Regions from separate parts of the Zea mays genome. Here regions 1, 2 and 3 are each linked to region 4. The links are chromatin contacts, called in public Hi-C maps. All regions are on one chromosome and are shown on one strand. Each heading gives the region's core, a stretch centred on a gene start, on an enhancer-like site or on the middle of the called end of the contact. The rest is flanking DNA. Distances are from core to core; before and after follow the strand shown.

Region 1 (7,968 bases), core at 2,577-5,076, 240 kb before region 4:
CTAAAAATATCAGAGAAACTGTTTTGGGGGGATAGAGACAATAAACAACAATTCATGCAAAAGTCCACTGAATGACCAACTAGCATTACTTCAGCCTTATTTGTGATAAGGGCAGAAAAAATCAATCCACATTTCCATAATTCTGTAAGAAATTAAAGGTTTGTAGTCAAATTGGTCTGATAAGATTTTCCCTGAGGTCAGGCTTATCCACCTGTACACGCCCAAAAATATGTAAATGCAAAATTTGCAATTTTTATTATTTAGAGTCTGATATATTCCTAACAATGTAAAGTAACAAGGTATTGACTATTGATATTTTTTTCTTTTTTCAGGGTCTCATCACAGACTTGGTTTTCAGGCAGAAAATGGCATAGCTGCTCAAGCCATTCAGAAAGTTCTTGAATTGTAGACATTAACATTCACAAGAAGTTCCAATTCAACAAAAGTTCGCAAAACATAACTGTTACATTGTCATGACCACAAAATGCAGAAATAAATTACAGATCCCACAATACTAAATACAGTAAATATAGCACCAAATAACAGATATAGTACCTTGATGTCCTTCCGAAGAACAAGTTTGGAGAGTTTGAAATGTGCAGTAGGGCCATCAGGTAACCCGATGATAAGTAGAGCATCTGGCACATAAAAACCAACCAATGTCACAAGAGATGAATACCAGAAATTTTAGCACCAACATGATGAACCCATACCAGGTTCCCTTCGATTTGTGTGGACAACAACAAGTGACGTGAAATCCCTGTTATTTGCATATTCCACAATCTGAAAACAAATGGATTTGAACCAATCTATAAAGGTGCCTCGTTGAACCAATCAAATTTTAAAAAAATCAGTAAACTGTCATACTTTCTTGAGTTCATATGTTCCTCTTTTCACATACTGAGAATTCGGTATCACTTGCATTAACTCATCAATAAATGCAGGTCCCCTCTGGATATATGCAATAGAAAGTGTATTGTTAAATCATGCAATGATGTAGGAAGAAAACAAAAACATGAAATCATCACAAATTGAAAATTAGCAGAATAAGATAAGGAGCAGAAATTCATGCAGAAGGGGTGAGAATCGATAATAAATACCCCTGAATTGAAGCGGCATGTCGTAATCAATATTTTCGGGGTTATGTGCTGCTTTAGAACTGCACTGAATTCATCCGCATCATTTCCTGCAAACAGCTGCAGACATGAAAAGTTATTCCATAACTCACAAACCTGAACTGTGCTGAGTTGAAATTGTGGTCTAAGTAAATCAACAAACATAGCCCCCAAATTTGAATACAGAACATTGGATTGAGTAGCACAGCAATCCAAATGGACATTCATCTGAAAAGACATGATAGACTAATAGAGACATAATAGACTAATAGAGGTTCCTAATACTTTCCAAGCAAGAGCATTACTGCATCCCCCAAGAAAATCAAGTTGAATGGTGGACACAATGCACAAGAAAAGCTTAGAGAGCATCTAACAAATCAAAAGCGCAGTCAAGTTTTAGGCACGTGGATAGTTATTTTCCATGCACTCCAATTCAAGGTCAAATCTTTTAATGCCTCTTCCCATGTCAACTTCAGCCTTCCCCTGCCTCTCTTCCATTACTACCGTGCCTTAGGATCCCACTACGCATTGATGCCTCTGAAGGTATACGTTAAACATGCCCAAACCATCTCAGCTGGTGTTGGACAAGTTTTTCTTCAACTGGTGCTACCCAAGCCTATCACGTAGACTCAATCTCTTCTTATATAGCCACAAATCCAACACAGCTAGGAATGAAAACGGTCAGAAACGATCGATAAACACTATAACCATTTTCGTCTTCATATTTTTTCCTCGAAAATGGAAACAAAAAAAGATAACTCCAGAAACAAAAAACAACATTGGTAATTCAGAAACATCATAAATGAATGTTTGATACAAAAAATACACTGGTCATGGTCAAAATCTAAAATATGATCTATAAAACATGTACCCTCATTTGACTTAAAAAAACCACATAAGTCATACATCCACATAGAAATTAGTAATAGTGTAAGGATTAAAGCATATCTCACAAAGCATTGAAACAAAAATCTCACAAATACAAGTGACAAACAATGTGCACACATACATATAGTCAGAAAGACACAAGTAAGTACCTCACAAAACAAAACTATCCGATTGAAAACACATCGATAGCCATTGAAAACCATAAATAATATCACACATTAAAATATGTAGTGTAGAACTAGATATATAACTTGACCCATTATGATATAAGTAATGATGTATAAGACATTTTAATACAATGTAGGAGGTCATAATCAATATAAGACAATGTAAAACTATAATAAAATCATCATCATATCTATACTTCTATACTACTATATTAAGAACCTAATGTGGGCACCTGTGCTACCACGGCTTCACCCTCCTCATGCCCAGCGCCCGCAAAAATTTGTGCAAAACGAGCACTCGAACCCACACCCCTCTGCTCCAGAAATTTGGGACTAACCACCAGACCACACATACCTTAGTGTTTAGGTATAAACAAAAATTATATTTGTAGCCTAGGCGCAGTCCACATGCTCCTCCGCCTCGTGGCAACGCACGGGCACATACCTAGTACTTAAATAAAGCACTAGCAAGTCTAGTAGCATATGACTATAACATATACGCAGCATACGCATTTCCGCAACACTAATTTACATATGCCGGCTTTTTGTGCTACACCATACAACATAGTAGGTCTAATTGTAAATCTCTTTCTCTTTGTAGCATCGATCCTAAATACCAGAAGGTATCCTTACTGAGCACTACTTGATCTTCCAAACTAGCATCTCCTTCCCCATGTGTACTAGTGTCAAAAAATCACATCTCATATATTTGGTTTTATTTCTAATGAGTCTAAAACATTTAGACTCTAGAGTCTCCCAGCGCAACTCTAGTTATCTATTGACTCCTACCCAACTTTCATCAACACCCTACATCTGCCAAAAAAAAAAGGATATTATCTCATTATATGTCCCTTGTCTCTTGTGTTTTGCAATTTCATTTTAGCTGTTATTTTTTTATTTCGAACATTGACACTATTAATTTGGCATTTCATAGTTCCTACATCTGGGTATTAGTAACCTAAATATAGGATCGCGCAAGTACTATGTTTGTTAGTTCTGCATCAAATTGAACACCACTCGGTATTTACACAGACTTATAATCTTATACAAGCATGGTGCCATCAAGAATTACGAACCTCCTGGTCGTCGGGCCGGCACACAGTCTCATCGGGCTCCCTGGTGTTCTCGATCGTGCGGGGCACCTGCCTCTCCGGCGGCTGCAAACACCCGATTACCCTTAGCAATCAGAACCAAACCAAAAACTGCAAGCTCTACAGGTGGTGTGGACAGTTCGAAGAGTGCTGGCTTGCCTGCTCGCCGAGCTCTTCGGCGCGGCGGGCGGCCTGGCCGCGCTCGCGGGCGAGCGCGCGCTTCTGGGCCTTCTTCTCTCGCTTAAGCTTGGCGTGCACCTCGCGGCGCTTGTCCTTGTTCTTGATCTGCGACGGCAGTATCGCCTCCGCCTTCTCCTTCCTGGCCTTCTTGCCCTTCCGCCCGCTCCTCCCCTCACCCTCGTCGCCCGGAGGCGGCGCCGCGTCGGCAGGAGGCTGCTTCCGCTTATTCTCCTTCACCATCGCCGGCGGGGGTTGCTGTAGTTTCCGCAGCGAGGGTTTAAGCGGCGGCGGCGGCGGCGGCGGCTAGGGTTAAGGGATAGAAGGCGGGAACGTTGGCGGCGGTGGCTCGCTCGAGTGGGAGACGGGAGGAAAGGGAATGAATAACCTGGGCCTCGGAATATCAAGGCCTAACGTACAGGTGTACATTTGGTCCCCCGGCCCGGCCCGGCCCGGCCCTCCAAGTCTGTAATGTTTAAATTTTGGGTTGGTTCGGTCTGTTTGAATTTTGCTCTGTGCTGGGCCTGTCCACGGGTCTAGTCTTTGGCCCATGGCATGGTCCGTAATTGCTTAAATGTGTCAGGCTTATTTCGAGCGGCCCGAAATTATAAAAGCTCAAAATTCATATTAAGGCTCGAAATTCAATTTTTGGCTCGAAATTCACATCAGAGTTAATAAAACAAATAAAAAATAAGATAAATACATTTGACCAAAAGCAAACTTAATATTTGTATTAAGTTACCAGAGCTATGCAATGACTACCTCGTTTACTAGAGCTATGGGGTGAGCAACACGTTCAATGTTGCTGACATCTTACCATATACAAGTGAAGACACTTCAGAGTCGAGGACGACTCCTTTTCAAGGGGAGGAGGATGATACGACCACAACATTAAGCAACATGTTACAACCCCAAAGCATACTACATCAACTCAAGTACAACCAACATCATCACCAACTCAAGTCTTTGATGGACCAATTACACGTAGCCGAGCTAAGAAGCTACAGCAAGAGGTGTACGCGCTACTTTATGAATTTCAATTAAACACTAATGAGAAATTTATGCTACCTAAGTCATGTATGTTGATATTACTTAGGTTCACCAAAGAGGAAGGACAAAACATATCAAACGCGAATCAGCAAGAAGAGTTATGTCCGAGTCAGTCCAGCGCTACAGAACCGTCCAAAAGAAACAGTCATATCTTTTGATTCCCAAAAGCTATGAAGGCCCATAAGTACTTTTTGGAAAGCTCTTGAAGTCTAGTTTCCAATGCTTCTAAGGCCGACTTAATCAAATCTACCATAAAGGCAGCCGACCTACTTTAGTGCTGACTGGTCAGAAGGTCAACAGTCTGTTTGATGACCAAGTTTTCGTATTAAACTGCATCATTCTACGAAGTTTCATTAAGCATGGTATACATGGTGAGAAATCTTATCAAGTCAGCTTTCCAACGCATCTAGCCCCACGTCATTTGAAGATTCCTAGAAGAAGTTATTGTCAAAATACTGAAGGCTGCGCAGAAGTCAAACAGCCACACGGAAATCAGCTCTGCAGATCTCCCGAAGAGGCTCCTTCACATTAGCACGTGAAAATACTTTTGTTTCGTGTTTATACCTCGCTAAGGCTGGTTATTACTAGTATAAATACCCCCTATGTCTATGATGTAAGGTAGCTTTTGATAATCTAAAATAGAACCCTTTGTTCAGTTGTGTGCTAACAAATATTGAGAGTGATCTCTACCCCTTTGCTCTTGTGAATTGCTTCGCGGGATTGCAAAAGCGGCGGCTTCATCCGCTCCCAAGTGGTGCTCCTACTCCCTTCGAGGTCTCCTCGATTGGTTGTAGGTTGTGTTGGTTGGTTCTTTGAGAGTGTGGTTGGGCGAATCCTCGATTCAGGCTGCCTGTTAAAGACGGTGGTTGGCTTCGAGTTTTATTTGTCAGGTTGCACTAGTTATCGCTGCTTGCAGCAAGTTATCTTGGCTTCTTTGAAGCTAGTTATCTGAAGATTGATCCTACGTCGTGAAGATCGGGCATCGTGACGCATCATCTGGTATCAAAGCCTCAGTTGTCACGGTAGGATTCTTTACCCTTAGCTACATATATTTTGTGTTCGTCCTATCCACCAAAAGCCATAAAATATTTTGCCATAGCCCTTTGTTTCAATCTGTTGTTCCAGTGAGTTTTGTTAAGTTTCAGTCCTTAGAATCTTTGTTTAGTTGATGGTCACTCTATCCTTTGTGTTTCCTTTGAGCCTCTTATATATATCTGAAAATATCCACAAAAAGAAAAAACTGAAAACCCTCATCATTTCCTTCGCGTTAACTTTGATCCTATTTAAGTTATAGCTGCTGGTTGAGTTCTTTGTTTAGTATTATAAAATGTGCAATATCCTATCAGAACTCTGTGTTTAGTTCTATAAAAAAAGTGTCAAAAAGTGTTGAACAAGATTGTGAAAGAAAAGTAGAACAATCAGTTTGTTTATGTGCACAAGTGCTGAAAGTTTTATCAAGTTGTTCAACCAGTTTGCTATTGTCATTTGGTGCAAAATTTTGGTTGGATCTGATTGCAACACTTGCATTCCAATCATACTCCTTGTCTGCATCAAATCTGAAATTTCTTGCGCGTGTGTTTGATCTATTTACATCACTCGTATCTTGTGGTCAGCACTAGGCAGGGAACTTCTAGTTGGATGATTATTTAACTTTACAACAATTAGGATTCAGATTGCATCCCTTGTTTATTATTCCCCACCAAGCTCCACATATAAGCCATCGTAATCGGTACTCTAGTCTTGTATTCGTTTAACCGCCACTTTCTTGTTACCACCACACATTTTCTTGCAACCCGCAGGGAACTCATAAGAGCTTTGGTTGGTAAGAGTGGTGAGGTTGTGAGATTCTATATAGCTTCATATTCCACCTATATTTGTTGCCTTGTCGCCACTAATTTCGCAGGAAGATGGATCCCAACGTTGAGATTGAAGAATGTGTCACCATGATACAATTCAATGAGCTCAAACAAAGCATAAAAGCCAAGCAAGATCTGTTGGCACAAGATCTTCAGACACTTATGGCTGAAATCAGAGGTCGTCGTCGACTCCCTGATGGTGTAAGAAACCATGGTGAAGATGGGGAAGAAGGTGAAGGAAATTATTCTAGAAGAGCAAGTGAACATGGGAGGAGAAATCAAGGTGCTGCACGTGGTAGAGGAAGAGGCCGGAATCGAAGAAATGATGACAATGAGGAATCTGAATTTGGGAATGATGATGATCAGTCCCAACATCGATATGGTCGTCGTCATCATAGAGGCATCAACCAAGAAGAGAGATTTGGAAAACTTAAGTTTACCATACCAAAATTTGATGGTAGATCTGATCCTGAAGATTATTTCACATGGGAATTGAAGGTGGAGAAAATCTTTCACCTACATAATTATTCAGAGGAGAAGAAACTTGCAATGACATCTCTTAAGTTTGAAGGATATGCCTTGATTTGGTGGGAGCAACTTCTTCGTGACCGTGAAGAAGATGGAGAGGACCCTATTATTACTTGGCAAGAGATGAAGCGAGAAATGAGAATTCGTTTTGTGCCGAAGCATTATCGGCGTGATCTTTTTGATAAATTGCAGAATTTGAGGCAAGGAAGTTTCTCTGTTGAGGAGTATTATAAGGAGATGGAGAAGGCCATGATAAGAGCCAATGTGTATGAAGACGAAGAGCAAACCATTGCACGTTTCATGGCTGGGTTACACCACAACATTCAGCATATTGTTGAGTTTCAGTCGTACCAAAGTCTTATTGATTTGGTACATCAAGCCACCAAGGCTGAACGCCAGCTGCAACAAGATGCTAAGAGCAGCAAGCCCTTGTCATATGGTGCACGAACCATGACTGGAGGAAGCAAATCGATCTCAAGGTTTACCGCTACATCCTCAGCGACAAAAGGTTCAACTGGAGGCTTGCGATCCAATATTCAAGGCAATTCTAGTGGAAAGAACGGTGCTGCTCCAAACACGAGTTATAAACCAGCAGCATCCACTTCAACATCAGTGGGTTCAACAGCCAAGAGTAGTGGTATTTAGTGCTTCAAGTGTGGAGGTCGTGGTCATGTCATAAAGGAGTGTCCAAATAATCGTGTGATCCTTATGACTGATGATGGAGAATATACATCAGCTAGTGAAGAGGAAGCTGAAGTAGGAAATGAAGATGACATTGATAAATCTGGAGAACATACGGGATGTGAATTTGAGCATGGTACTACTCTTGTGGTTACACAAATCTTGAGTGTTCAAATGAAAGAAGCTGAAATTGGACAGCGACATAATCTTTTTCAAACGCGAGCAAAAGTGCAAGACAAAGTAGTAAAGGTGATCATTGATGGAGGGAGCTGCCATAATCTTGCAAGTCGTGAGATGGTTGAAAAGCTTGGTTTGAAGTTGCAGCGACACTGTTGGGGACTTGTTCTTAAATGCTAAGAGTTAAGAACAAGGCAACATGAAGAGTGTTAAATGTTAAAATCCTTCGTCCTTCAAG
Region 2 (7,833 bases), core at 2,772-5,271, 150 kb after region 4:
CCACCACACTCTTTGGTGTCTCTTGCTAGCTTTTACAAGCCTCCAACACTTTGGAGGAAGTTTGAATGGGAGTCAAAACTCCACGCACAAATGAACACAAGGATGAAGCACACACTATCTCTCAATGTATCTCACAAGGCACTAGGACTAAACTCAATTGAGTAGCTCTCAATTGCTCGCTCTCTTTTTTGTGGCACTTGTGTTGGTTGTAGTGGGCTAGATCTTGTGTATAGGATGTATCAATGAATGTAGGTGGTTGGGAGGGCTTGAGTATGTCAACTAGATGACTTGGAATGTTGCTTGGACTCCCACACCTTGAAGTGGCCGGTTGGGGTGGTATTTATAGCCACCATCCAATTTTGTAGCCGTTGGAGAAGCTGCTGGCGATGGGCGCACCGGACAGTCCGGTGCACACCGGACATGTCCGGTGCGCCAGCCACGTCATCCTATCCGTTAAGATTGGAGCTGGTCGACCGTTGGAGGCTTTGTCCTCATGAGGCACCGGACAGTCCGGTGCAGCACCGGACAGTCCGGTGCCCCTCTGACTTCTGCTCTGACACTCTGAATTCAACTGTACACTTTGCAGAGTCGACCGTTGCGCGCAGATGACCGTTGCTCCGCTGGCACACCGGACAGTCCGGTGAATTTTAGCGGAGCGACCTCCCACTTTCCCGAAGCTGGCCAGTTCAGAGCCGCTTCACTCTGGAGCACCGGACACTGTTCGGTGGTGCACCGGACAGTCCGGTGAATTATAGTGGGCTGCGCCTGAGAAACCCGAAGGTGAAGAGTTTGAAGGCAATCCTCCCTGGTGCACCGGACACGGTCCGGTGGTGCACCGGACACTGTCCGGTGGCACACCGGACAGTCCGGTGCGCCATACCAGGGAGCACTTCGGTTTCTCTTTGCTCCTTTCTTTTGAACCTTGTCTTGTTCTTTTTATTGGTTTTGAGTTGAATCTTTGGCACCTGTAGAACATGTAATCTAGAGCAAACTAATTAGTCCAATTGTTTGTGTTGGACATTCAACCACCAAAATCATTTAGGAAAAGGTTTAAAGCCTATTTCCCTTTCAATCTTCGTCCTTTGCACGCGTTAGTATGGGACACAACTCCGTTAACAAGTAAAACGTCTCGTTCCCAACCAAATCTCCGTCTGGTTGCGCTTTTCATCTGCGGAGCTCGCTATCGTTGTTTCCAACCATGGTACAGACAAAGTGTTTCCTTCTTTATCATGTAAACATCCTTCTTTATTTGCAAAAATGTAAAAGGCGAGAGGTTTGCCACAGTACAGAGGCAGTGTATCATACAACTGTATTTGCAAGTGCACTCGGGTTCACAAGTTTTATTTATGAGGGCTATGTCGTCTCATACAGAGAATGCTCTTCTTGCTCTACCATCAACCCAGAATAAAGTTCTTCAAGTGGCCATTGTCATCCACCTTGACCTCACAAAAAAATTCAGGATCCTCTTCTTGTTTCTTATGAAAATACACCAAAGTTGATTCCACATCCATACCAATGAGTTTTTGCCTTGCAGATGCTATCTCATTACTAACATCCTTTCTTTTGAACTTTAGGTTGCTCATACCACCATGCAAAGCACCCAAATACTGATGTATCTTTGAGGTCTCAATATTTTGGGCACGCATATCTTCAATGACTTCCTTATCCGCATCTTCCATTGATCGGTGAGAGCGAAGGTTTCTTATCTTTGAAGGAGATGTGACCATAAGATGGTTATGGTTATCATAAAAAACACTAACTCGCCACACTCCATCCTCCAATGCCACTCTAAGACGTGCTTTGCAACCGGTTCGGGTGAGAGCAACCTCCTTTTGGGGCTTTGTTGATTTCCTGTAGTCTGCATTAATTTTACAGCTTCCTTGACACCTTTAGAAAATCCTGCCTTGGAGCAAAACCACAATCTAGATGTGATTACCCCTGATTTCGATGTTGTATGTGTAGTGGCACGAATACTAAACCCTTTATTGAAGGCATATTTATTATAGAATCTCTTTGCTTCGTTCTGTGAAGAAAATTCTTTTCCCACAAATGGAGTCCACTGTAAATGCTCGTGTGGATCAATTATGTCGTCGTTGCCATCAACCGTGCTGGCCATGTTCAGTCCTATTAAAAAGAAATATCAAATTGATAGTCTCAAGTAGTAACAGGCTCAAGTAGTAACGCTGAAATCTGCAACCTTACAGAAACAATATATATAATTATATACGGGTGTGGGACTAAACCTAGAAGAATTTTTTTACGGACCCTACAAAGACTGCTTAAAAACAGAGGACTGAATCAACAACTGGACTAGGCTTACCTTATTGTGGATGCGCCATATTGATATGATCCTGCTGTGCTACACCTTCACCGGCTTCCATGGAGTGGATGCTGCACCACGCCTGGATGTTCCTCCGCTGCCTCAGTTGCCATGGCTGCAGAGAAGAGGAAACAACGATCGCAAACAGAGCGGATGAAAAGCGCAGCCAGACGGATATTTGGTTGGGAACGGTGCTGTTTTACTTGTTAACGGATTTGTGAGATCATGGGCCCCGCGCAATCTGCGGCAGCGGCGGGAGGCTAATCTACATCCAGCCATCGACTGCTCCATCGTGCGGCTGTGACCGTTTATAGCACAACAGACCAGTGCTATGTGTAGCAAACTAGCAACTCTCTCTCTCTATATATAAAGGTTTAGTTGGCTAGAGAAAGGAGAGAGAAAACATGAACCATTGTTCTTGTTACCTTAATCTACTACTTTCTTCTCTTCTTTGGTGCTTTGCCGAGAAATGCATCCGAGTCTCTCTAAGAAAGTGAGATGAGCGCTGTTGCTTGACCAATTACTGGTAGCAATAGATCATTTGAGTCTATGCGAAACTGAGATCAGCTGTTGCTTGACCAATTACCGGTAGCAACACAAGCACCCTGATATGTTGAGTTTTCATCAAAGGTACACAGGAACGAATCGATCAAATCAAATAATGGTTTGTTTGGAAGCACAAAGTCTTAAGAAACTGCTTTATAGAAACTATAGCGGTCCTAAACATACTAGTTTATAATCCAGTTTTTCTAAAATCAAGAAGTTACTATCCCCTAACTAAAACCAGCTTTTGTTTATTTCATCACACTATGTCTTCGTTGGTTTCATGAAATTTATATCTATTGGCACCGCTTTTTAAAAATACAGGAAAAATATGTTACTAATTAACATCCTCGGACTTTTTTCTTCATAAATCAGTTTCTAGAAATTAGAAATAGGAATAGTAACTAATTAAGAGCAACTCCAATAGTTCTCTAAAAGACTTCCTAAATCAATAATTTAGGTAGTTAACATAAAAACTATTCTCCAACAGTTCTCTAAATGAACTTTCTAAATTTAACAACTTGTCATCTAACCTCATTTTCTCTCTACATTTGGCAACCATTTAACAACTCCCTAAACAAAAATATTGACTGCATTATATAGTTTTTGTGACTTATTTTTTATGTGGATAGATACAAAACAAAATTACAACCTATATTTAGAGAACTATTGGAGAACTCACATTTTTTTACTCCAAAAGCCATTTAGCAACTTCTTAAATCTATGATTTAGAGAGCTAAAATTTACATAACTATTGGAGTTGCTCTAAAAAAACTGCGTTCGCTTCCCAACAGACGCTAGAATCGGAAGTATGGGCAAATGCGTCACTCCATCGGAGCCGCCCACTTGCCATGTCCTGATGTCCATATGGTATCTTCCCATTGGCGCTCACTTCCGGAAAGCCTTGATTCACGTTCAGGGATCCAACTTTTCAGTCACCGATCTGTGGGCCCCGGCCGTAAAAGGAATCTGTACCCCACCCGTTCCACCTCTTCCCGGCGAAAGTGGCGCCATGGGGGGAAACTGGTCTGGGAAGGAGAGTGGTGGCCGTGCCTGCCCTCCCCCCGCCCGGCCAGCGGCAAACCCAAAATTTGAACCCGCCGCTTCGACTGACTACTACCCCACCATCCAAAACCCCACTCCGGCCTCCGCCGTCATTTCCTCTCCCCGCCAATCCGCCACCATTTCCAGTTCCGACCGACCTCGAAACCCTAGCCCCCAGACCATCCCACTCGCAACCGCCATGCCGGACCTCCCCTGCGACGGCGATGGCGTCTGTATGGTCTGCCGCGTCGCATCCCCGCCGGAGGTCGACCTCCTCACCTGCTCCACCTGCACCACGCCCTGGCACTCTCCGTGCCTCTCCAAGCCCCCCGCCCTCGCCGACGCCGCCAGCTGGAGCTGCCCCGACTGCTCCCCCGACTCCGCTGCCGTCGCCGCTCCCTCGGGCCCCGCCAACACCCTGGTCGCCGCCATCCGCGCCATCGAGGCTGACCACACACTCTCCGACCAGGAGAAGGCGCGCCGCCGCCAGGCCCTCCTCACCGGCGACGCCCCCGACGGCGCGGACGACGATGACGACGAAGCGTCCGACGATGCCCTTGAGATCGTCGGCAAGAACTTCAGCTGCGTTTTCTGCATGAAGCTCCCTGAACGACCCGTCACGGTAACGTTTCCTCTCTCCCCATCTAACAGCAACCGCCGAATTGGCTTGTGGACTTTCCTTGCTTACTTCCTTCTTAATTGAACCTGTATTCGTACACTTCTTTCTTTAGTCCCAGTGCCGGGGGGGGGGGGGGGGGGGGGGGGAGGGGGAGGTTACAAATTTAGTCAAACTCAAAAAATCTTGACTAGCGTGGGTAACGTAGTGACAGTTATTTTGGGATGGAGCGAGTATATCCTTGTTTTCCGATCGGATTTTTTTTACCGTTCTGGAAGTACCTGCATAACGTTTATTCGCTATGTTCCTTCACCGGGAAGATTTGATTTACTCAAACTTACCAGATACCACGGATCATGCACTGTCTGTATGTAAGCTGTTTGCCTGATTGTTCTCAACAAAACCATTTAAGACTGGTTTAGTGACAAGGGAATTGGAGGTAATCCATGAGGGGGAAATCTCTTGCTATTTAAAATTGAATAGCAAGGGATTACCTCCCCATGGATCCCCTCCAATTTCCTTGTCACCAAACCAGCCCTTATTGTTTTGCTGTACTTTAGTTGGTAACATACTGTTAATCTCTTTAGGAGATGAATAACCATTTCACTCAATAATTGTTTATGCCAGTCCTAATCCATATATTCTTTTCTTTTGCAGACACCCTGTGGCCATAACTTCTGCTTGAAATGCTTCCAGAAGTGGATTCAAAATCAGAAGAGGACGTGTGGGAAATGTCGGGCGCAGATCCCGGCCAAAATGGCTGAGCAGCCAAGAATCAACTCCGCACTAGTCGAAGTTATCAGGATGGCTAAGATTTCAAAGAATCCTAACTCTGCTGGCTCAGCAGTTCCATATCACTATCTACGAAATGATGATAGGCCTGATAAGGCCTTTACAACTGACAGGGCTAAGAGGGCTGGAAAAGCAAACGCATCAAGTGGCCAGATCTTTGTGACTATTGCACCTGATCATTTTGGCCCCATTCTTGCAGAAAATGACCCCCGCAGGAATATGGGTGTTCGAGTCGGGGAAACATGGGAAGACCGACTTGAGTGCAGGCAATGGGGTGCTCACTTTCCTCATGTGGCTGGCATTGCTGGCCAGTCTACGCATGGTGCTCAATCAGTAGCCCTCTCAGGAGGGTATGAAGATGATGAAGACCATGGAGAGTGGTTTCTTTACACCGGAAGGTTTACTAATTTAATTACTTGCTGTTCTCTTTTTCATGATTGATCCTACATGTATTCTCCTGGTTGAAATGTCTGGAAAATTATATCTAATGCAGCGGTGGGAGGGATCTAAGTGGTAACAAGCGGACAAACAAGGAACAGTCATCTGATCAGAAATTTGAGAAGCTGAATGCTGCTTTACGCATTAGTTGCTTAAAGGGCTACCCTGTTAGGGTTGTACGGTATACTTTCTTTTGCCATATTTACACATAAAACAGCGAGGTTTGCCATGTTTCCTGTGTTGTCTTTCCTTGTCTATTTGCTTGTTTCTGGAATTCTTAAATATTGATGTTCTTGGGTGTTTTGACAGTCGTCTATATATGCTTCGTGTCCTCCAATTGCTGGACCTTTGTCTCACTATATTGTCTTAAAAGGTCGCACAAAGAGAAGCGGTCCTCATATGCTCCTGAATCTGGTGTGAGGTACGACGGGGTTTACAGGATTGAGAAGTGCTGGAGGAAGATTGGTATTCAGGTAACTTGGTTCATGTATTCAGATTGCACGTGTATCTATGCTTGCATATTATGCAGCTACTTATTAGCTAACAGTGGGCAAACATGTTGATATGTATTTACTCTTCTGTCTTTTTCTTTGCCATAGGGTAAGTTCAAGGTCTGCAGGTATCTCTTTGTACGCTGTGACAATGAACCAGCTCCTTGGACCAGGTTGGACAAAACACTTCGTGTCATCACTGTCACTGCTAGATTAGTTCTTGACCTTAAAGAAAAAAATGTGTGATCTTCCTGCTGACATCTGTACTGTGCTTTTTAGTGACGATCACGGTGACCGTCCAAGACCATTGCCAAAGATAAAGGAGCTGCAAGGTGCAACTGATATAACAGAGAGGAAAGGGCGCCCTTCATGGGATTATGATGTATGTACATCTGTTTCTTCTTTCAGTGTTACCATAATATGTTATGGAATATGGATGATTTGTATTCATTGTGATAGGATAAAGATGGCTGGAAATGGGTGGTGCCTCCGCCAGTCAGCAGGAAGCCTGTTCTATCTGGGGATCCTGAGACCGACAAGCAAATCCGTAGAGCAACAAAGCGTGTTCATTTGTCTGTTGCTGAAAGGCTGCTTAAAGGTTCATGCTCTTCCGATTTGATTTATTATTTAACTCTTGGGTTCATTTTATGATATTTTTGTGAAAGCATGGTGTTCCCTGTTCCTGCAGAATTTGCTTGTTCGATATGCCGGGCGGTGATTAAAGAACCACTTACGACTCCATGTGCCCACAACTTTTGCAAGACTTGTTTGCTTGGGGCATATGATAGCCAGTCTTCTATAAGGGAAAGAAGCCGTGGTGGTCGGACTCTAAGGGCACAGAAGATTGTGAAGACGTGCCCTTCTTGCCCAACTGACATCTGTGATTTTTTAGAGAATCCCCAGGTGTGTTGAAGTACTGAGTTTGTTGAAGCATATATATACTTTAGAGCGTGGAGTTGGTCACATGATATGCTTTTGTTTCAGATCAACCGAGAAATGATGGAGCTGATTGAGACTTTGCAACGCAAGGCTGTTGAAGAAGCCAAGATGACTTCAGATGATGCTGAGGAATGTGGTGATGGTGATTCGGAGGAAAATGATGGTGATTTGGTGAAGGGAGAGGATGTTAGTGGTTTGAATGAGGGAGAGCAAGACAGTGCAGACGCTGATGCTAATGTTGAAGGTTCTGTGAAGATTGTGGTTGAAATCAAGGAGGAAGGAAAAGATGATAAAAGGTCAAAGATGGGCGCGACTGAAGTGGTGGATGTGTTAGTTGATGAAGATGCTGTGAAGCAGACGAAAAAGCGCAAGGTTGATGCTGAGGCTGGCACCAACGGTGGCAAGAGGATGAAGAGCAGTAGTACCGTGGAAGAGGTTGCTGTGTGCGTCACTCCTGTGAAACGGAGCAGGAAGAGTGGTGATATGGATGATGAGCGCAACGGCAGTCCTGCTGTGAGCAGCGGCCGCAGGGTGACTCGCAGCAGTGTGGATGACACTGGATCTGCTGATAGTCCGGCGAGGAGGACTAGAAGCCGTGCCAGAGCTGATGCTGGTTGCTGAAGGGGTAGAGGAAGCGGGGAGGCGGCAGA
Region 3 (7,731 bases), core at 3,458-5,957, 250 kb after region 4:
AGTAGCACATCTGATGAGTTAGACATGAGTGCATTTCGAGATGCAATTGCTAATGCATTAGTGTCGTAGTTAAATATGTAAATGTAACGGTAGTTATGTTGTAATGAACTCCACTAATTATATGTAATGACCTTTTGTTGCTTCGGTGTCATTGTGTATAGTTTGTTCAAACAGAATATGCAATCTGAGAATCTGTGTATCCAAACACCTAGATTCTAACGAACAGCTTTTCTGCACAGCTGGCGAACCAAACACCTAGATTCTAACGAACAACTTTTCTGCACAGCTGGCGAACCAAACACCTAAATTCTAACCACCAGCTTTTTCCAACAGCCAGCTTTTCCCCACAGCCAGCTTTTCAGAAAAGCTATTCAGAAAAAAGCCGAACCAAACACGCCCATAGATGCATATGTAGGGCTGACAATGGGCTATAGATTTTGCATTATAAAATTTAAGGATCGAATCAGGTTAGGATCGAGCTATATTTCTAGTCATTTTTGAAATATAATTTATTAAGGGCCTTGACATTTTATGAAGAATCATTTGGATCACGATCCATTACCACCCCTATGCATACGTTGTCCCTTTCCTCTGACCATAAGTCCAAAGGACTTTTTGGGAAGATGAACACATGAGGGTTCAAGGACCGATATTGGAGTCTGAGTCGGAATCGGAGTCTGAATCGGAGTCTGGATCAGACTTGAGTTCGAGTTGGTGTCGAAGTGGAGTCGGAGTCGATGTCATATGATTGGATCGAGCTGAATTCGTCCAAGTGTAGATTGGATTTTCAAGTACTTGATTATGGAGCGTCAAAACTGTCGAAATACTCAGAGTGAGCCTAAGATTTTTGAGCGAATCAACGACGAATTTGAGTGTACTGAAGATGACTTCTCCCATGCGAAACCCATAGTTGTCATCAACTCTTTGGTGATTAGTGCAATTTTCCCTACCTAGCATGCTAACTATCGAAGATTATTCGATACTAAATTTTAGGGAGGCTGCGTTATCAAGAACTAAAGGTAAAGACACGTTGGTGTCTATTGCTATGCAATGTGATCAGATAATCTGGCATCTTGAGGCTTCCCTGATCCTTCTTTTATAATCCAATGAGGGTGACGAGTTTATAAGATGTATTTTTAGATAGGTTATAGGATGTAAATCATAACTAAGTCTATCTCGAATTATCTCTGCCAGTTTTTACTATATCTGCTAGGATATCGATCTCATCTCCCAATATAATAAGATCTTAGTAATATTTATCCATCTAAAAATCTTTTAAATCATGCGGTTTCCTCAGGTTGTATCAGCCGAGTCTAGAGTCTCGGCTAACCCACTAATCATATCTTTCTCGTTGAGCTGCACTCGAATACCCATGGTATATATATGTAAAGGTTCTGAGTACCAGGATACATTCTACTAAACAGATCAACGAGCCAGAGTGAAGAAAACTATTGAAACTAGGGTTACAGAGGTAACATGGGTGGAAGGTCGAGGGCCAAGACCCTGACGCTTGGGAGCCATCATCCTAGGGTTAGGGCTGCTGGTTGGGAGAGACGTGCCCACGGGTGAACAATAAGCGAAGGGGAAAAAGCACGAGCAAGAATAATTGCCTGCTTGATCTTTCATTAATTGAATGCTTGATCTTTCATTAATTGAAGGGATACATTTATATAGCTGAGATAGCAGCCTTTTAACAAACTAACAAACCTTATCTAAGATCTAACAAACTAATGTTTATCTATCTAAACTCTATCCAAGACTAACAAACTAATGTTTATCCATCCAAACAAAGCTGAACTAAGGTCCTAGGCGCCACTTCTAGCCACTTGGCGAAGCTGATATGTGATGCAACATATATATGTTTGATTTACAAAAAAAGGAAGACTAAGTGTCGACTTCTTAGAGATCCTTGGTTGCAAAATAATAAGAGAACCTTTTTTAAGGAAAAAAAGCCACCTTGCTTGGTCATCACCATTCTCAGACTTTCAGAGTTCTAAAAGTAGGCACCACTAGGGTATCTCATGGGAGATAAACAGGACAACATATTTTCTAAAGCCAACGAGGATATAATAATAACATTGGTCCAATTGAACAATTAATCCATCAATTGACCAGAAATATATTTTGTTTCGATCAAAAGAATATAAACTCTGTTTTACACATTTGCACCTGCTTTACACATGGCAATGGCAGTATACAGACATAAACTCTGTTTCAAAACAAACTAAGGGCAGAAGCAAAGATCCTATCTAGTAACAGAATACATTCTACTCTTTGGGTCAGCAAGGTAACTGAACAGATATATGTTCTAGCTGCAAAAAGAAAATGCAGAATAAGTTGTGATTTCTTAGAGATCCTTAGTTGCAAAAAATGAAACACCTATTTTTTTTAGTTGCCTGGCTAGCACCATTCTCAGACTTCCAGAGTTCTAAAAAGCACTCATCACTAACGTGCAAAGCACAAGAATGAAAAGCATTGTGCAAATAGGTACTTCAGACAAATTCTGTGTTTCAAAAGAAAATGTGCAGCTAAAGCAAAAATTGAAGTACTAGAATATGTTTAATTCATTGGATCAGCAAGCAAAAGTAGAAACAATATATATGTTCAATTTGCAGAAAAGAAAATGTCAACTTTTTAAAGATATTTCTTGCCTGCTTGGCACCAATCTCAGACTTGAGAGTTATCACTAGCGTTTCTCTCATAGGAGATAAGCAGGACAGTATTTCCTATTAGCACAAGAGAAGATAATAATATTGATCCACTTGGAACAGAATTCTACAGCCCATGGACTGAATGAAATACAAAATAGCAGTGCTGGCACGGAAAATAGGTAAACAGAGGCATCATGCACACAAGAGTACGACAATAGCACAATAATGACACCATAGAACACAGCAAAAATCTGCAGCGTGGCTAGTGGATACCAATCCAACACAAGATCAATATATATTTCAGAAAAAACCTTTGCACCAGCAACTTGATATACCAATTTTAACAAACATATGCAATATCGCTAAGCTCAAGGTGCGCTGCCTCAGGTAGCCCAGTGCAGTGGCATTAGAAATCTACAGTGGGTCCCATGAAAATCCTTGGTTATTTGAATTGCCTCAAAAGATAAAAAACAGAGTCCGCGTATCAGCTCGCCCCAACTCACAAAGCTTCACGGACTACATACTAATCAGCTTTTGCGGCAGTACTTTTGATGGCCATGAGAGCACATGCCTCAAATCTCTTGACTGCTTCAGCACACTTGAGCGGGTCCTTTGTATTGGTCTTGTAACACTCAAGGCAGCCTGCCCTCTCCTGGGTGCAGGGCATGGGTTTCTGGTATGGTAGCTTGAACTCCTTGTCGTGCAGCTCCTTTGCTCTCTTGCTGAGCTCTTGGCGTGCCCCAGTTTCCTGGTTCTCCAGCTTCTTGAGAAGCGCCTCACTTTCTTTCAGGACGGAACGAATGGCTTCCACCTCCGGCATTGTGGCCGGGGGTGGCGGGGGAGCAGGGGTCACTGGCAGAAACATAGGGGGAGGCTGCAGAGGCCACCCAGGAGCAGTAGCAAGGCTTGTCGTCTTTGGTTCTCTCGGGAATTCCAGGGGCTCTTCATGTGGCTGGACGGTGGGCTTCTTCTTAGGCTTGGGCTTCCTGGCTTTCCGTTTTACCTTCTCGTCATCACGAGCAAGCTGGTCAATGAGCTTGGTGCTAATCTGGATTGTGTAGTCACCCATTGCAGAGATATGGCCTGCACCAATAGCAAGTGTATCAATGGGCACATGCACCTTTCTAGAATGCTGATAATTGCAACCAAAATGTGGATTGTTGAATGGTAGGTGTGTTTTCACTGGATTTGTACTTGGTTAGAAGCACATCAAACACACAACGGTTTCACTATAAGTGATTGGGTGCACACCCGTTTTTTTGGCAAAAATCCAATCCAAGTTAGCAGTGGGCATGGGAAAATTCTACATGTGCACCACGTAAATAAACTTTAATTATTAGATCGGATCCAAATACAAACAGGAGTGTGTTACGCAACCCATTACGCTCTATGAGAGAGCGTGATCTCGCCTGCCCCACCACCGGCCAGCGGCTCCATTGAGCCAGCCGAGCCGCCCACCATACCACCTCCGCCCTCCTCTAATCCCAATCGAAGAGCAAGCTCCACGCCTTCGCCTGCCCAGCTCAATCAAATGTCCAGCGACGCCCGATCGGCGGTGCCCCGCCGTCTCGCTCGCTGACAGTCGAACCACCACCACCGCTGGGCCCCCTTCCCCTTCTAAGGCCACCGGGTATGGAGTCCCCCGGGAATCCAAGCCCCAAGCCCCTAATCCCGAAACCCTAACCGGTGAGCTCGTCTCCGGCGACGACGGTAGAGTAGGAAGGTACGGGCCACGAGGTCTCGTCCGAATGCGGCGGCGCGCGTTTCGCGATCCGTCGCTCAATAGAGTTTGCGATGCGAATAGCTTAGGCTAGGGTTTGGGTGCTCGGTTTCGCACAGCAGGAACGGGGGGAGTACAGCAGAGGATGGGCGTACCTGGCGGGTGCTCGTCGCCGAAGAAGACTTCCCACGACTTCCTGGCACCTGGCGGCGGCGGTCGGCGCGCGCGAGAGAAGGGCGGACGCCGGAGGATGGATACGAGGAAAAGGGAAAGAATAGAGGAGGCACAGGTTGACCACGGCAGGGGCACAGGGCTCCGATAAAGAGGCCCGGCCCGGCCCGGCCCGGCCTGAGTCCACTCTTCTTCTGCCTTCCCGACTCTACCTGACTTCGCCCGCTCTGAGAAATTCACTCTCACCACCACCGCGCCGCCTCCACTCCCCCCACCCCCGGTCTGAAACCCAAGCTTCCGCTTCTCTCATGGCCGACGCCACCGCCGCCCTCTCAGGTACGTAGCTTTTACTGGATCCAACAAAAACAACCCCCGCTTCTCGCTCTCTCTCAGTTTGGTTAACTCCCCCCTCCCCCTCTTGGAATTGGATACCTTGGCAGCTCGGAGCAAGGTGCAGGCTTTCCTGGAGGCTGCGCGCGCCGGCGACCTCCAATCCCTCAAGAGTACGTCCCGGTCCGATTTCAAGATTCGATTGTCCTCCTCCATTAAATCAACTCCTCACCGCCACCGTATTTGCCATCTTCGCACCCGGTGCTGATTTGCAGACCTCGTCGCGGCGCTCGACGAGGACGGCACGGGCGCCGCCTCCGTCGCCGCCGCCGTGCGCGACGCCAACAAGCGCACCGCCCTCCACTTCGCGGCGATCGGATGTCGCACCGACGTCTGTGAATTCCTCATCGGCGAGCTCGGCCTCCCTGTCGACCCAAAGGACGATGATGGTTGGTACCTTCCAGAGTACCAGACTAATACCACATTTGCACTTTGCTTTGCTTTTCATCTATAATGTCTGTATATACTGCACTAAACTGCATCCCAATGGCCAATACAACACAAACACCATCAGTATGCGATATGCCTAGTGTAGTATCATGCGTTGTACCATCTCATCTGTATACTCCTCATCCTCCCCAGGCGAAACTCCGCTCATCCATGCGACACGCCAGGGCCATCTGGACACTGTCAAGTATCTTCTCGACCATGGAGCTGATCCTTCGGTGGCCACCAGCCTAGGAGCCACAGCGCTACACCATGCTGCAGGCATAGGTACCATAACATTACATGCATGGCCTCTGTGTGCTCGCCCCCTTCCGCACCACCGCCACTCCATCAGTCAATAATCACCAAATCATGTATACCAACATCTCTTTTTCTTGAGCAGGGAACACGGAACTCATGAAGCTTCTCCTCTCCAAGGGAGTTGACGTCGAGTCAGAAAGTGATGCTGGCACTCCCCTTGTGTGGGCTGCTGGTCATGGCAACCAGGATGCTGTCAAACTTCTGCTTCAACACAATGCTAAGGTACCGTACCTCTTACATGTAGTATATAGTATGAATCTCAGTTTTTTATTGTTTTTTCAAAACATCCTGTCTACATATTCAGTTTAGCATGAAGCATTAGGCTAGCTCAGCTTTGTAACGCTTCGGATGCTGTCTATTCACCTCATTACTTATCTCCATGACCATTTGAACCAACGACTACAAAAAACATGCAGCAATAATCTCTTTCTTTCCTTTTTTGTGTTTGGTTCAGAGAACAATAGAAGAGGCCCTTAGTTCGCTACTAAGCATATTGAAATAGTGTTCAAAACTTACAAGATCGGAACAAATACGAAGCCGACAGATATAATGGGACTAATATAAATGTCAAAGACAATCAATTAATTGTCGTGTTGGCCAGCCAGTATGTGCAGCAAATGTTACTTATGAACCTTTGCCTTTTCCAGACTTGTATGTGTCATTAGTGACATTATTCATCTCAATGTTTTCAAGTTGGAAGACTTGCTAGTCGTTCTGGCTGACCGACATGTTTGAGTGCTTCAAGCCACTACACAAGATATGCATATGTTTCTCTGGACCTGGGATGTGCCAATCTGGAAGCATAATAATTATCATGATTCCTGAGTCTGGCATAAATTCATTTAGGCTTCCTTTGACGTTGTAAATAGGTTAATTCTTTGTATAGATATTTTTTCAGCCATGTAAATATGTTAATTCTTTTTTTGCAGCCAAATACTGAAAACGATGATGGTGTCACAGCATTGTTATCTGCTGTTGCTGCAGGTTCCCTCCCATGCTTGGAGGTCCTAATTGAGGTCCGTAGTTTAATTTGATGAATAAAACACCTGTATTTCCCCCTGCTATATCTTTTTACTTCATGCTGTGTCCTATGCCCTTGGGATTTATAGGAATACACACATAAATAAAATTAAGCATGTTTCTTGTTCCTTTATTTTTCAGTCTTGCTTATATTATGTAATGCAAACTGTGATGCTTGTTTGCCAGCAAAAGGAGTTTCAAGGAAAAAAAAGCTGAAATGCTTAGTTGACTGATACACGCAACACAATATTGTTCTATGTACTTAGTTAGCCCCCCTTTGGTAGCGCTCTTTCTGCTCGCTGCCGCTCCAGCTCCGCTCCCCATCCGAAAAAACACCGTTTAGCAGTGCTTTTTCGTTGGCTCTGGCTCCAGCTCGACGGAGATGCAGGCACAGGCGAAGAGTGCGGCGTGAAAGAGGGCCCCGCAGAGGGCAGGCAGGCATAAAGGGACCCCAACAGGCCCTATGGCGACCTTGCCTTCTTCACCAATGGCTGAGAGGGTGCAGGCTGAGAAGGGTAGCACAGCGGAGAGGGCCGGGACAGATGGAGAAGGTCTTGCATGTCGAGATTGGCACGGGCGAGGTGCATTGAGAGCAGGGTTTTTTGCTCCCCACCTGCAATGCAAAACGGATGGAGCTGGAGGAGGAGCGCTTCCTGGACAAAGCGGCAGGAAAGGAGGCGTGTGGTAGTGCTCTCTGGATTCTCATGAGGAGCGGAGCTGTAGAAGTGCTGCCAAAGGGGCCATTACTAATACCTTGTATCATCTATGACTTCACCTCAGAAACTAACCGAATAATATGCAATGTAGGCTGGTGCAAACCCAAATGTCAAGGCTGGTGGAGCAACCCCATTGCATATTGCTGCAGATAGTGGAAATATAGAAGTCATCAAATGTTTGCTTAAAGCTGGAGCTGACCCAAATACCTGTGATGATGTAAGTTTTATTTGATTGTAATAAAACTAGTGTCATAATGAAATTTCAATATCAGGTCCATGCTATGTGTTGACCTGTTTTAAATATCCATAAAGATGC
Region 4 (7,887 bases), core at 368-2,867:
CTAAGTAACGTATGTTGCCTTTTTTTGCCGCTACACACAAGTTGCTGATGGAAGCTTGTAAATGCCATGTGCAAAATCCTGCCCCCATAAGTATTTCTGTTTTGTCGCCACATGTAACAGTGTCTGCTATGTCCGTTAATGCTCAGCTTGCGGCCCTCCAAGCCTATGTGAGCGTGGGTCTCTTGAAACATGTGACGTTACATTGCATGAAAAAGTCGGAGCAAAACAATAATAGTATCTGCTGCCCTTACTTGGAGCATACGCAAGAGACGAACTACCGATTGGCCGTCCAGATCTACCGAGTACGCAGACATTCAAAATTATGCAAACCTAAGCCCTACCAGGTGGCGCTCAAAATATAGCAATGATGAAAGTAAGTACATATAAACATGCAACATGTGGCCTACCAGTTGGCGCTAACAATCTAGCAGTGATGAACGTAAGTACATACAAGCATGCAACATATAGCCTACCAGTTGGCGCTGAAAATCTAGCAAGTATGCAGGCAGCAGGCATACATGAATATGCAACCTATGAGGCAGCTTCAGCAATTTGTAATTCAACATTAGTACGGTGCATGTAAGTACGTGGTGGATAGAGGAGAGTGAAGAAAGAACTAACCCATTGAGCTTGGGGCTATTGAGAACCGGTAGGCGAGAAGGGCGGCGAGGCAGAGGGCAGATGATGTCTATCCGAGGCGCAAGCTGCACATCTGTCTGCCAAAACCTAGACCTTCGGTCAGGCATTGCTTCAGCCCTGGAAAGCTGGTGAGTGGCTCCGGCGCCGAGCCTTGTCATGTAGGGATCCATGCCCTCGACAGACGTGATTTGTTGCACAGCGGCTGGATTGGAGAACAAAATTTCAGAGATGAACAGAGGAAAGCACAAATGAGGTATCAACTCAATCAGACAGGACCAGTCGTTTGACAGGTCAGATTACAGAAATGAACATAGACTTGCACCAGCTTAGTTTACAGATCTATTAAACTTCCAGGGTGTGGCCCCAGAACAACAGGTCGTGAGCAACAAAATACATGTCTTCGTATTTTATAAAAGCAGAAGACCTAGCTACCTCTTACTGATCCTCGTTTGCACAACTCATCTAACTAGTATGCACAAGACATTTATGATAAATTCTGCAAACACAAACTTGATACCGGCTCCATATATCCGCACATGATGAGATTACAAGCTAAAAATAATTCATAACACAAGATCGTATAAGCAGACTCATCGGTGGTCGGTGGTCATGGAAGGGCCCAGTCGAGGACATGGGTGAACAGCCGATAATTTTTGCAAAAGAATCCCAAGTTAATATTAGTCATGACGCTAGATGTATACCGCACAGAATTGCGACTGGATCAGATCCGAATAGGAATAGGCAAATAGCTTAAGCTAGGGTTTGGGAGCTCGGTTTCGCACAACAGGAATGTAAGGGAACTAGGGTAGGCAAAGGAAGCGAAGAGAACAGAAGGGTACGCATACCTGGTGGCTGCTCGGCGCCGGCGAAGACCTGGGCACCTGGTGTAGAGCGGCGACGGTCGCCCAGGCAGGCGTCGCAATGAGAAAAAGAAAAGAGAAAAGGAAGAGAGGGAGGAGAAGAGAGAGAGAGAGGGGTGAAGAAGGTCTGAAGGGAAAGGGAGGGTAGAAGAAACGGAAGGCGGGTGCAGAGGTGAGAACCTGGGCCTGGGCTGCCGATTCGTGTTTGGGCCGCAAGTTCGTTTTGGGTATACACAAGCCATCGATCCCTTCGTTTCTGCTGTGTCGAGCACCAACACTACGACTAAGCTGTCTCCTAAATTTCATCACCTAAATTAATATTTCTTATCAGCACACTCTAAAAGATTATGTCTTCTATATCTTTTCAGTGTCCTATCCCTAAATTTGATTCTTTATATCTACAGTGTTGACAGAATACATAAAGTACCATATTTATTCAATGTTTTTCATATATTTCAAATTGGTTCTAATGTATGACATTAAAATGATGAAATTAATAATTTTTCAATACTACAAGTTTTTGAACGAATACATATTATGCTGAAAAATGCTGAAAAATACCCACGTAAACTGTCCACCAAAAAAATCAAGATTTTTTATTGATTGTCTCCGCTCTCCGTATAATATTTTTTTGATTTGGCTAACTGATGTTATTGTTTACTTCATGCAATATGTCTTGGTACAACACGACCAATAAAGTGAGCGATTAGAAGAGAGATCACAACGACTGACTGAACGAACAGAAATTATAAAATGATATAATTCCACCATACGTAGACCAAATATGACAAAGTTTGTAAGCTCAAGTTTCTAAAATAAATCACATGAACTCAAACTTATAAAAAAGATAGATCAAAATATGGAGTGATTGCTAAAGTGAGACACCAATAAAAATTGAATGTGCTCCATATAAATTATGCTACTTCGTAGCAATTACTAACGTTTAAAACCAACAAATAACCTTTCATTTTACTGTTAGTGTGACAAATCATTGTTGCTCCATCCAATTCAGCAACTTCAAACACCATGGAGTCCATTACGTCAATGTAGTCTCAGAAACGACCTAATGCTTGCAAGAGCCAAGAACGTCGTGCCGTGCTTGGGCTGTAGCCTCGGCTCGTAGTGCTGGCTCGGTCCGACACGATTATATTTTTTATTTTACAAAAAATGTATATACGTATATACAATTTATTTTAATATTAAAAACATTTGAGTATGATGTTTTACTGGTTAGACAGCTTCACCCAGTGTCTCTCGCCCTTCTTCCATTAGGGCATGGGTTCAACCTCACCTCTTGCACCAATTTTTAACATTTTACGCTGATTTAATCAAATGGGCCGACGAGTTGGCCTGGCATAGTCAGTAGACCGACATGACGTGCTTGAGCCAGAGTTGTGGCCCGCGGGCGTCTACGTTGATTTAATCAAATGGCCTGCGGGCGTTTACGCTGATTTTACCCTTGTTTGTTTATTTGAGGTGAGTAAAGAAGGATGGCATATACTATTATTTTATTTACATAACCATGGGTAGTGGGTCTTTAACCAAAAAAATCTCAAATAAGCTACTCTTGAGGAGATTATGAGATTGTCATAATCTGGGCTTTAGATTATATAATCTGAACCTATAATCTAGGTGTTTGTTTACCTGATAGATGATTTGCGCTGGATTATATAATCTGGAGAGATTATAATCCGAAACAAACAAGGTCATAATCTCTAGTGTTATATCTATCTCTACTATATTAAAACTCCAGTTTCAACGGTCTTTTCACGTCATCTTTTTACAAATACCCCTCACATCTATTTCAAATTAACCTGTTGCACGCTCGTCCCCTCTACGCAACCAACATCCACGTCCCAAACCACTCCTCTACATATAGATGGTCAAACGGCGGCCCAGCATGGGTCCACTAGGCTCGACGCCCATGGGCTGCAGCTCCAGCCCAGGCACGACACACTAGTATGTTGACCGTGTCGGGCCGACCCGTTAGCCCGTCGAGTCATTTGGTTAAATCAGCGTAAACTGTTAAAAAACAGTGCATGAGGTGGGGTTCGAACCCATGCCCTGATGAAAGGACATAAGACATTGAGTGAAGCATTCTAACCAATAGAACATCATGCTCCGATGTTTTAATATTGAATATAAATCATACATATGCATAAACAATTTTTGTAAAATAAAATATATAATTGTACTGGGTCGGGCCAGCACTACGGGCCGAGGCTACGGACCAAGCACGACACGACGCTCGTGTCGGGCTGGCCCAGGCACTATTAAATGAGTCGTGCCTCGGGCCGGCCTGCCAAACACGGCTCATTTGACCATCTATTCCTCCGCACGATAATGACGGTCCTCGTCTCAGTTACCGCTACCTCATTTGTCATCCTGCTTCTTTTCTCTCTCCCCTCATGACTCCGCCTCCGCGCCACCTCATTCTCGGCAGAGGGCATGGGAACAGGCGCCTCTTCCCCGTATTCGTCCGACACCAGTCCCGACACCGACACGCGCAGTGGCTATTGCACGTCCACGAGGACGATTCACAACATGTGTGCACCATCATTTTCGTCGTTGTTGGACGCCCCGTTCGTCTTCTCGGCCTTCGCCCTATTCTTCCTCCCCAACCTACTGCCCCCGCCCACGGTCACAGCTGCGAGCCGATCGACGCTCGTCGACGCGGGTACGGTGCGAGTCAGTCTTGCTCCTAGCCTTTCTCCGTGCGTGCCGCCGAGGAGGACACAATGGCGCCTGCCACGCTTAGGTTATCTTGGCGATGAGGAGCCCAAGTCTGAGATATTGGACATCCAAGGCTCGTAGCGCAGCAGCAATCGACATATTGCTACGGAGTGGGTGGTGGTGTTGTGTTGCCTCGGTGGGTCCAGGGTTGGGAAGGCACTCGCATTCTCTCGCCTTTCTCGGACTGACACCTGGTGCGTGTGCCTCACGGTTTGGAGCTGCTCCGGCTGGGCTTCTTTCTCCGCTTGCGTGCTCTCTCCTTATATGTATCTAGCGATATACTACCTATGTCGCCTCCAGATGCTCAGGTCTTCATCGTGTCCTTCTCCAGCAACGAATATGTATGTCTGCCTCTTCCCTTCCCTTCCTACTCTACGAAACCTTAGAAGTGGGGGAGGCGAGGGATGAGGTCCCTGATTTTCTACCTATGGTACTCGTTCGATGGCTCGGCATCGCCTGTCTACATGGCCTTTCCCTTACCAAGATGTCGACTCGATATGCTTCTACCACTTCTATGTACTTATCACCCATCCTTCTATCATTGCAAAAATTATTGTGTTGTTCCTATGTTGTTTTGGGTGTTAGTTTTTTGTTATGCTAAGGACTGAACATAATTTGGGTGTGTTAATGCTTTATTTGTCGGCGTTTCGAAACCCGGGGGTCCCTGGACCGACGAGTAAATTGTCGTCGCGTGCCCCAGCCCAGATGGGTCGGCGCGAGACGGAGCGCGAAGGGGGGAGGAAGCCAGAGGGAGGGAGGCGTGAGAGGTGGAATCCCGCGGCCTTCGTGTTTGTCCCGCGCCCAGGTCGGGTGCGCTTGCAGTAGGGGGTTACAAGCGTCCACGCGGGAGGGAGCGAGTGGCCTAACGCGAGCGCCGTCCTGTCCTTCCCCGCGCGGCCAACCTTCTGTAAGAGGGCCCTGGTCCTTCCTTTTATAGGCGCAAGGAGAGGATCCAGGTGTACAATGGGGGGTGTAGCAGTGTGCTAACGTGTCTAGCGGAGGAGAGCTAGCGCCCTAAGTACATGCCATCGTGGCAGCGGGAGAGGTTTTGGCACCCGGTTCGTGTGGTGTCGTGGCCGTCGGAGGAGCGCCGGAGCCTGGCGGAAGGACAGCTGTCGGGGCTGTTGAGTCCTTGCTGACGTCCTCTTGCTTCCGTAAGGGGGCTGAGAGCCGCCGTCGTCATAGAGCGTGTGGGGCGCCATCATTACTCGTATAGCGGAGCGAGCCAGATGGGACGCCGATCATGTTCCCCGTAGCCTGAGTCAGCTTGGGGCAGGGTAATGATGGCGCCTCCTGTTGACGTGGTCGGTCCGTGCCCTAGGTTGGGCGAGGTGGAGGCTCCTCCGAGGTCGAGGTCGAGTCTGTCTTCCAAGGTCGAGGTCGAGTCCGAGCCCCCGGGTCAGACGAGGCGGAGACCGTCGGCTGATGCCAGGGCTGAGTCCGAGCCCTGGGGTCGGGCGAAGCGAAGTTCGTCGTCCTTCGGGGCTGAGCCCGAGTCCGAGCCCTGGGGTCGGGCGAAGCGGAGTTCGTCGTCTTCCGGGGCTGAGCCCAAGTCCGAGCCCTGGGGTCGGGCGGAGCGGAGTTCGTCGTCTTCCGGGGCCGAGCCCGAGTCCGAGCCCTGGGGTCAGGCAGAGCGGAGTTCGCCGTCTTCCGGGGCTGAGCCCAAGTCCGAGCCCTGGGGTCGGGCGGAGCGGAGTTCGCCGTCTTCCGGGGCTGAGCCCGAGTCCGAGCCTTGGGGTCGGGCGGAGCGGAGTTCCCTATGGCGCTTGAGGCCGGACTTGGCTGCTGTCAGCCTCACTCTATCGAGTGGCACAGCAGTCGGAGCGGCGCAGGCGGCGCTGTCCTCTTGTCAGACCGGTCAGTGGAGCGGCGAAGTGACTACGGTCACTTCGGCTCTGTCGACTAGAGGGCGTGCGTCAGGATAAAGGTGTCAGGCCACCTTTGCATTAAATGCCCCTGCAATTTGGTCAGTTGGCGTGGCGATTTGGCCAAGGTTGCTTCTTGGCGAAGACTGGGCCTCGGGCGAGCCGAAGGTATGCCCGTTGCTAGAGGGGGTCTTCGGGCGAGACGTAGATCCTCCGAGGTCGGCTGCCCTTGCCCGAGGCTGGGCTCGGGCGAGGCGTGATCGCGTCCCTCAAATGGATCGATCCTTGACTTAGTCGCACCCATCAGGCCTTTGCAGCTTTGTGCTAATGGGGGTTACCAGCTGAGATTTAGGAGTCTTGAGGGTACCCCTAATAATGGTCCCCGACAGTAGCCCCCGAGCCTCGAAGGGAGTGTTAATACTTGCTTGGAGGCTTTTGCCGCACTTTTTTGCAAGGGGACCAGCCTTTTTTGGTTGCACTTTGTTCCGGTGGGTGCGCGCGAGCGCACCCGCCGGGTGTAGCCCCCGAGGCCTCGGAGGAGTAGTTTGACTCCTTCGAGGTCTTAGTGCGTTTCACAACACTTCGGCTGGTCTGGTTGTTCCCTCATGCGAGCTGGCCGTAGCCTGGGTGCACGGTCGGGTCCCAAGTTCTGGGGCTGGTATGTTGATGCTGTCAACGGTTTGGCCGGAGCCGGGTTTGCGAGAGCAGCCACCGAGCCTCTGCACAGGGCGAGAGGACGGTCAAGGACAGACTCGACTTTTTTACATACGCCCCTGCGTCGCCTTTCCGCAAGGAGGAGGGGGGAAAGCGCCATGTTGCCCTCGGAGGGCGCCGAACATGGTGTCTTCGGTGAGCTGCTGGCGGGTAATCCGAGTGGACGCCCATGCCCCATTTGTTAGGGGTCGGCTAGAGGCCCGGAGGCACGCTCCAAAAGTACCTGCGGGTGATCTGCCGGACCCGGTCCCCTTTCGACGGGGTCCGAGGGCTCGATGCCTCCCTCTGATGGGATTCCGTTACAAGATCGTTCCCGCTGGTCTCGAAAATGTCCTAGGGTACCTCAGGAGCGTAGCCCGAGCCTCGGTTATGTATCGAACGTACCCAGGGTCATCCCTCGCTCTGTGTTTGAGGCGGCTGTGAACCCTTCGAGGGCCAGCCTACGAACCCCTGATTAGTAGTGGGCGCAGAGCCTGAGTGGCCTGAGTCGGCCGTTGAACCCTTCCGAGGGGCCGGCCTTCGAACCTCTGACCAGTAGTGGGCGCGGAACCCAAGCGCTCTGAGGCGGCCGTTGAACCCCTCCGAGGGGCCAGCCTTTGAACCTCTGATCAATAGGGAGGCTTGGGGCCTGTTTCCTTCACGGAGAAGGATCCTCTTCGGGGTATCCCCCTTTCCCGGTCCCTGTTGTAAGAGAGAGAAAGAGGAAAAGGAAAAGGATACGAAATCGAATGACGTGGTGTACCTTTTTTGACGCGGTCATTATGGCGAAGGCGAAGCGTCGCTTGCTTCTCCTGCCTGAGGCGCCGCCTATCCCACCGCGGAGTTAATGCGACGGGGCGAGTGGTTCGCGGGGCGCGCCGTCTTCACGCCGTGAGAGAGGGTTCTCTCGCTGCCCCTGGATGGGACGTAAGCTTGGCCGACGACGTGACCGTTGCTCCTGCCCGCCTGCCACCGCCATTACTGCCGGCCCATTTTTGGCTGTATTGACCGTCGCGCCTGGCTGGCACTGCTGGGTCATACGCAGGGTTGCCTCGAGTCGCGGTACTGGTTCCGCAGTCGAGGAGGTGTGGTAGTGG

The links. A called contact is a pair of places that touch in the nucleus more often than the background predicts.
Region 1: a contact with region 4 is called in a Hi-C map of leaf, with 6 times the contacts expected there. The contact joins the promoter of LOC100273986 here to the promoter of LOC100277281 in region 4. A contact is called at or near these places in 2 of 25 Hi-C or Micro-C datasets (ear and leaf).
Region 2: a contact with region 4 is called in a Hi-C map of leaf, with 4 times the contacts expected there. The contact joins the promoter of LOC100501293 here to the promoter of LOC100277281 in region 4. A contact is called at or near these places in 7 of 25 Hi-C or Micro-C datasets (bundle sheath, ear, endosperm and 2 more).
Region 3: a contact with region 4 is called in a Hi-C map of bundle sheath, with 4 times the contacts expected there. The contact joins the promoter of LOC100282246 here to the promoter of LOC100277281 in region 4. A contact is called at or near these places in 6 of 25 Hi-C or Micro-C datasets (bundle sheath, ear, endosperm and 2 more).

The regions. Positions count from the first base shown.
Region 1 is chr8:139,156,951-139,164,918 of Zm-B73-REFERENCE-NAM-5.0, reverse strand. It overlaps LOC100273986, which reads right to left and starts at 3,826. Exons shown (of 11, transcript NM_001148372.1): 1 at 3,421-3,826; 2 at 3,247-3,327; 3 at 1,101-1,196; 4 at 868-951; 5 at 714-783; 6 at 556-638. The coding sequence starts at 3,681.
Region 2 is chr8:138,774,087-138,781,919 of Zm-B73-REFERENCE-NAM-5.0, reverse strand. LOC100501293 reads left to right here and starts at 4,021. Exons shown (of 9, transcript NM_001362594.1): 1 at 4,021-4,529; 2 at 5,181-5,713; 3 at 5,809-5,934; 4 at 6,127-6,226; 5 at 6,353-6,417; 6 at 6,524-6,626; 7 at 6,704-6,842; 8 at 6,933-7,147; 9 at 7,229-7,833. The coding sequence starts at 4,107. The coding sequence ends at 7,804.
Region 3 is chr8:138,668,467-138,676,197 of Zm-B73-REFERENCE-NAM-5.0, reverse strand. It overlaps LOC100282246 (copper ion binding), which reads right to left and starts at 4,707. Exons shown (of 2, transcript NM_001155158.2): 1 at 4,527-4,707; 2 at 2,920-3,734. The coding sequence starts at 3,720. The coding sequence ends at 3,175. It overlaps LOC100280256 (Ankyrin-1), which reads left to right and starts at 4,749. Exons shown (of 13, transcript NM_001361035.1): 1 at 4,749-4,878; 2 at 4,983-5,045; 3 at 5,148-5,321; 4 at 5,515-5,646; 5 at 5,762-5,901; 6 at 6,609-6,695; 7 at 7,507-7,632. The coding sequence starts at 4,851.
Region 4 is chr8:138,917,921-138,925,807 of Zm-B73-REFERENCE-NAM-5.0, reverse strand. LOC100277281 reads right to left here and starts at 1,617. Exons shown (of 4, transcript NM_001150894.2): 1 at 1,485-1,617; 2 at 622-841. The coding sequence starts at 809.